Linked DNA regions of Athene noctua: region 1 is linked to region 2. A link is a contact called in public Hi-C data. All regions are on one chromosome and are shown on one strand. Each heading gives the region's core, a stretch centred on a gene start, on an enhancer-like site or on the middle of the called end of the contact. The rest is flanking DNA. Distances are from core to core; before and after follow the strand shown. Region 1 holds the start of FAM8A1 (family with sequence similarity 8 member A1). Region 2 holds the start of TBC1D7 (TBC1 domain family member 7).

Region 1 (3,384 bases), core at 295-2,794, 210 kb after region 2:
ACCAGTAATGCTGTACTTTGCCCTGCAGAAAGAAAGGAGATCTGGCTTTTCTCCAAAGTTCTTCAGCAGTGTTCTGCTCCACGGTTTTCTACCATTACTCAAGGTGCTAACCAGACACTCAGGAAATGTCACCTAGGTGCTCCTCGACTTGTGAGGAAATGTTTGTGCTCCAGGCTTTCTCTCTGATGTGACCGGAGCAAGTTTGTCTTGCTCTCGAACAAATATAAACAGAAGCACTGCTATACACAGCCTTCAATATTTATAGCCCTAGCAGACTTTTGTTTATCTCGGGTCTTGCTGCTAGCTTGCCGAATGTAAGCCTGTTTTTACTTCTCTGCTTCAATTTCATTAAGTGACTTTAAGGACCAAGAGCCCACTAAAACTGATAAAGTGAGTTTAGATTTCATCATCCAAACAGCCTACTTACATTACAAAGCTTGATGCATTACAAGCCCACGATCACAAGTTTTATTGAAAAAACCCAACCCCAACCTTCTTCATATCCATGAAAACGCCTTACAAGCGCTAAAGCTACACGCCGTACACCCAAGACAACCCTCTCAAACCTGCTTGCGGATTAAGTTCTGGATTTACAAACTCGGTATTTGAGCTGTCCCCTTTTACAGGGCACAGCGACGCGCCCGGGTCTGCCGCCCTCAGAAGCGCAGCGGCCCTCAACGTTGCCAAACCCCCCGCTTCCTCCCGGAGACGCCGTTTCCCAACACGGCGGCGGGGAAGCGGCGGAGACCGAAGGCGCCGCGGGCAGCAAGGCACCGGCCCCGGCCCCGCGCCCACCCGCCCCGCACGGCAGCCGACCAGGGACTCTGGCCCCACCGGCCGCCTCCCCACGGGCCAGGCCGGCCGCTCTCCCCCCAGCCCGGGCCCGGGCCCCGCCCGCCCCACTCACCTGCCGGCCGCCCCGTCTCCCTGGGGGCGCCGCTGCCGCTGGAGCCGGCGGCGCTGCTGGAGGCCGCCCTGGGCAGGGGGGCCAGCCTGCCCGCCGCTCCCGGCCAAGCGCCGGCGGCGGCTGAGGCGCGGGGCCCTGGCCCGGCGGTGGCCGCGTGGGCTGGCACCGGCGCGAAGAGGTAGAAGGGGCTGTAGTAAGCGGCGGCGGCGGCGGCTCCGGTCGGCGGGGAGGGAGGGGGCGTCGCGGCGACGCGGGGGGGGCCGGGGTTGGCGGCGGCGTTGCTGGCGTTGGCGAGGAGCGCGGGCAGGCAGCCCTGCCAGCCCAGGTACCCGCAGTACGAGTCCCAGAGCCACTGGTGCACGCGCCGCGCGTACTCCGCCGCGCTCAGCGGCTTCGCCCCGCCGCCCTCGCCCCCAGCGGCCGCCGGAGGGGAGCCCGGAGGGGAGCCCGGCGGTGACGACGCGGCGGCCGCGGCCTCCCCCGCTCCGGCGACGCCGTCGTTCCGCTCGCTGTCGCCCTCCGCCATCGCTGCCGCCGCCGCCGCCGCCCCAGCGCCGGCCCGGCCCGCGCCCGGCTCCGCGGCGGCCTCCGCCATCTCCTGCCTCCCCTCTGGCACTGCGTGCCCTCCCGCAGCGCGCGTGCGCCGGGGCGCCGCCTCGCCACTCCCACGCACGGCGGAGGGAGCGGGGGAAGCGGCCGAGCGCTAGGCGGCGGCCCGAGGCGGAGCGTACCACCGCCGGGAAAGCCCTTCTGCCGCGGCGCCAGGAAGGAACTAACTGCTCTTTCTCTCCCCGCCCCGCGGGAGATGGTATCGCCGAGGCAGGGGCGCGCTCTGCCCAGCGCGGTTCCAAGCGCTCTCGAGGTAAAACCGGCCCCGGCGGGGGCGCGGCCCGGCGCACCGAGCGCGCCGCAGGGCTCTCCCGGCCGCGCGGAGGGCGCCTCGTTTCTCCTCAGCACAAACGCCGGGGTTCCCCGCCGCCGGCTCCTCCGGTGTTGCGCCGCCCGGAGGCAGCGCGGGGAGCGGCCATCCCCTCAGCGGGACTGGCGGCGGCGTCCGGCCCGTCTCCCTCCCTCCCTCCGTCTCGCCGGCGGCCAGACAGCTGCCCTCCGGCACCGCAGCCTCCTCCTCAGCCGAAGGCCCAGGCCCGGTTTCGTAGCCGGACGGCGACTGTGAGAGCGGGCCTCAGGGGGACTTGCTCCAGCACGTTGTGCTGAAGTGTGGAAAGGGAGTCTTCATCTTCTGTGCCAGCCTTCGTTTTCAAAACGCTCCTCTCTGAATGTGCTTGGAAGGGGGGGGAAAGCAGGACGAGATCCGCCTCTCACAGTCTGTCCCTTCCCCTGACTTCTGAATTTGGCCCAGACCACAGGTAAATTACTCTTAATAGGCCGTGGTGGACGAGGCGATAAAGCCAAGTGAGGAATAAGGCATTTGCCTTGCAGCCGGGCAGCGTTATCTGTCCTTCCGCGTACTGCCACCTGCGGTGACAGCTGCTGGTCCTGGCCTCTCGCAACTTTCTAAACACTTTCTCTTGACTAATAGGAAGTGGGTTGAAATTGTTCGGAGAGAGAAAAAGTGTTAAATTGCTCTTGTGTACTACTACGGTTTGATTTTGTTGTCTAAATGTTGCATTCTTTTCCATCTCGCCTTTCCCATCTTTTTCTCTTTCACATTCGTGTTCTTTCTGTGCACCAACGCTGACCAAAGAACCAGGGGCCCTACAGCAAGTTTAAACACAGTTGTCCGAGTTAATTTTTAATATTTAAGGTTCCTGTGTACTATTAAGCATCTCAACCAGACCACAAGTTCTGTGCAATACAGATGTTAACGCAGCTCCATACTGAACGAACTAGTAATCTATACTGTAAACATGGAGTGTTTCCCAATTTTAACACAGCAAATAGCACAGCTGACAAAACCCAGAAACCCCTCCCTCTCCCTGCCAGACTAAACCAAAATACATTATTTTCCCATGTAACCCTAACTCATTTAAAAAGTGAAGTTTCTGCAGAGTGAGTCTCTCATATAGCCAAGCTGAGGTGAATTGTCAAAGTGCTTGGGAAATAACCCTCACCACCTTAATTAAATGCAGTTATGTTAGGTGCTGGTGCTCATTAAGTAGGTATAGCTCTAATTACACTGGCATGTGTTTAGTTCAAGACCTGGGTGAAATCAACATGCGTAAATCATTTGCGAAACATAGTAAATTTGAGGATGATTAGGAAGGACAATGAAGAGTTAAAGAAATGAAGGAAAGAAGGAAGGTAGACAGACAGATGGGTAAGTGTGTAGAAAAAAACGTGATCTTAAGCCAGCGAATAACTCCTAATAGAAAAACTAGCTTGGAAAGCTGACAGTAAAAGTAACATAACAAAGCTTCTTCATTTATAATATTGCAGTTCTTCCTTCATCAGCTACAGTCTATTTTTTTTTTTTTTTTTTAAATTGGATTTTCACCACAAATGCTTGAAGACCACAG
Region 2 (3,196 bases), core at 74-2,573:
GACATTCCAGTTGTGCATCATCCTTGTGAAAATGACCGTGATGTTCATGTATTGTGCATTTAAGGGTCTGGTGATGAGTGTTTACTACTTACATTGCACTCATGTCTAGCAGACTTATGCTATAGACACTCAACTATATTCAAAATAGCTGAAATTTCTTAAACCTGAATAACATGTTATTTAGAAAACATTTAGCCTGTACCACTTGTGGAAAGCTGACAGTAGAGTCACAGAACAGAAACAATAAATGTAATACGAAAAATAACAGCATGATCTATAAGGAATGCCATTTTAATAATTTTAAACTATCACCTACCAGCAGTACATTTTATTTACTCAGTGGAAAAAAGAAGGCACACTGTTGCCTCCTTCCCTCCAAATTTAGGATATATACTTTCATGTTGGGCAAACAAGGAATATTCTAATCTTTACACATATCATCAATAAACTGGAAGAAGAAAGGGTGAAAATAAATCCCTAGCCAACTCATTGGAAGTGTTCTGTACAAGAGTACAATTAATTCATCCTGTCTTGAAAGATTAATGCATTTTTGGCCTTAACAGCCCTCTTCATCACATTATTTCACGCAACGAATACAAATTAAACACAAATACTTCGTAAGGAGCCAGACACGATGCCAACACACTTCTGCCCATTTACAGAATGCCCTGCCTTGCCCAGACTAAGCCGAACTCTGGGCGCAGCCTTGGCAGGCCGAGCAGCCCCGCCTGCGGGCAGCCGCAGCCCTCGCTCACCCCCTCCCGGCCCCTACGGCGGCCTCGCCGCTGTTTCAGGCTCTGGGGTTGCGACACCCGGTCTCTGTGACATTCCCAAGGAAAACGGGGATACACTTGGGCACGGGGTCATCCACCCCCCGGAAATCAAACCGCAAGCTGACGGCCACCCCTCTCCCACACATACCGGCATCCCCCTTCCAGCGGGCAAGGCGGCGGGGCAGAGGCTGGGCACCCCACACACCCTGCCCGCCCGCCGCCCGCCCGGCGCGCACACGCTCGGGGGCAGAGGGTCCCCACCGGAGCCCCCACGGGGGCCGGCCAGGGCGGCGGGAGGGGCCCGGTCACCGCCACCCCGAGGCAGAGCCGCGCCGGCAGGTGAGGCCACCGCGAGGCCCCGGGGGAGGGCAGGGGCTCAGGAAAGGGGATGACAGCGGGGCCGGTGACAGCCGCCCGCCCTCCCGCCACCACCGGGGCCTCCCCCCCGCCCCGCGCACCTACGGCAGCCGGACGCGGCCCTACGGCGCGGGCGGGGCCGGACCGAGGGGCGGGCTCGGGCGCATGCGCAGGCCCCGCCCCGCGGAAGGACCACGTGACGGCGGGGCGGGGCGGGGCCGGCTGCCCCCGCCGGGCCTCTCAGGGAGGGCCGGGGCGGTGGCGGCGCCGCTCGGGCGGTCCGGGCCTCGCACACACCTCGGTTGTTCGCCCCCTCACCCCGCAGATCAAGCCGTCTGCCGTTCACCTCCCTGTGCCGGCCCCTCCTCCTCGCTCCTCCCCACATTTCACGGGGCAGATCCGGGGACACTGAGGGCTGCCGGAGGGAAACAGCTGCATCTCTCATACGCCTGCTTCAAGGTGACACCGGCGTTGTGACAGAACGGGCTGTGCCCAGCACGGAATTCTTACAGAGCAGTGATCCAGAAGGGACAGCGCCGCGCAAGATCCACCGATAGTGCTCATCAATAAAGAAAGAACTCTCTTAACACGGAGACCATAAAGAATAGCAGAGGGTGATGCTGCCTGCACTGTATTATTTGCTGTAATTTGTATGCTTAGAGTTTTGGTCCATCCACTGACATCTTGAAGTGCTAAGCCTTGGACAACAAGCCCAAGCCAGAGTTGACCTATAGATGAATCCTGTATATTTTATAACTGATGACCATTGTGCTAGTAGGTATTGTACTAAGTTATAACAACCCACCTATGCTGATGTAAAAAGTGCTAAAGCATTGAAATACTGCAGCCTGAACAACAGGCCCCAAGATGAAGGTGCTAACTTAGCGTGTTAGCCATTAATAAAACATGTAAACTTGCTAGTGAAAGATGCAGCTTAGACAAAATATAATCAGTAGTGAGGAGAAAATGTATCCAACTTCCCTTTCTCAGCCTTGTTGAAGGCTGAGAACCCAAGTATCTGGCCTTGTTAGAAACTCCCTTGGTTTCCCCCCCTGAGCCCTGGCCAGGCTTTGGGTGGAATCCAACAGGAGAATGAAACCAGAAATTTTCTGCTCAAAACAAAGGTGCCAGCTATTCTGGCTGGTCGATCTCTGGTATATAAGGCTGGGCCCGTTTGCAGCGACTTTGGGTGCCTCACCTACGGGTGGACGCACCACGTAGGATTTCCCACTTGCCAGGACAGGCTCTGCAAACCCTCGCTGTAACCGGGGCTGCCCAGCCACTGCGGGTCTGGGTGATGGTAACGTATGCAAGTGGTGATGTATTTTTCTTAATCTCTATTCTCTCTCTCGTGTAGTAATAATTTAAGGCATTACCCTGTTTTTTCCTGTTTGCTGCTGTAAGTGCACTATTCTACTTTTTCTTACTACATGTTTTCTATATTACACTGTTACATTATTTGGTTATCACTAGTAAAATACGCCTACTCTTTTCACTCTGGTGTCTGGGTTTAATTGGTATCCTTAATCAGCAAAACACATCTAAGGACATTTTACTTGGAATAAGAAGCTAAGTGCATTTTCCAAAACCAAGATCTACTCTGATGCATGTGAGCAAAGTAGATGACACTAATACTCCTACCCCTCAAAACAGATAAAAGGCCTAGATCTCACTGTTGAAAGCCAACACTCAAAAATCAACCCATGCTGCCAAAACCATGGGACATGAAATTAATAGTGTGCTTTTATTTGGGGTTTTTATGGTTAGTGGTGATGTTTTCATTCAGATCTTTGAGATCTTGCCAGCCTTTAACTGTCCTGATTGCAAGAACAAGGCAGATGCTCTTAAAAGGAGCTGTTTTCAGCTCATGGCCCCTTTCCAGGAGCAGAAACTTGAAGAAAACCATCTAACACCTGAGTTAGCAACACCAGGATTTCAAATACTAGAGCCCTGCAAGACAGCTTCTTAAGGTAAAAGTGGCTTATTTTGAAATGCACAGAACGTCCCGTTATTTTAATCGTAGCCAACGTTTTTGAAATGCCAAGGGGAAAGAACGCTGCTGCAGA

What was found. A called contact is a pair of places that touch in the nucleus more often than the background predicts.
Region 1: a Hi-C map of heart shows a contact between it and region 2, with 10 times the contacts expected there. The contact joins the promoter of FAM8A1 here to the promoter of TBC1D7 in region 2. A contact is called at or near these places in 2 of 2 Hi-C or Micro-C datasets (heart and liver).

Annotation. Positions count from the first base shown.
Region 1 is chr2:97,960,830-97,964,213 of bAthNoc1.hap1.1, forward strand. FAM8A1 (family with sequence similarity 8 member A1) reads right to left here and starts at 1,545. Exons shown (of 5, transcript XM_074899706.1): 1 at 908-1,545. The coding sequence starts at 1,502.
Region 2 is chr2:97,755,246-97,758,441 of bAthNoc1.hap1.1, forward strand. TBC1D7 (TBC1 domain family member 7) reads right to left here and starts at 1,324. Exons shown (of 9, transcript XM_074899685.1): 1 at 1,232-1,324.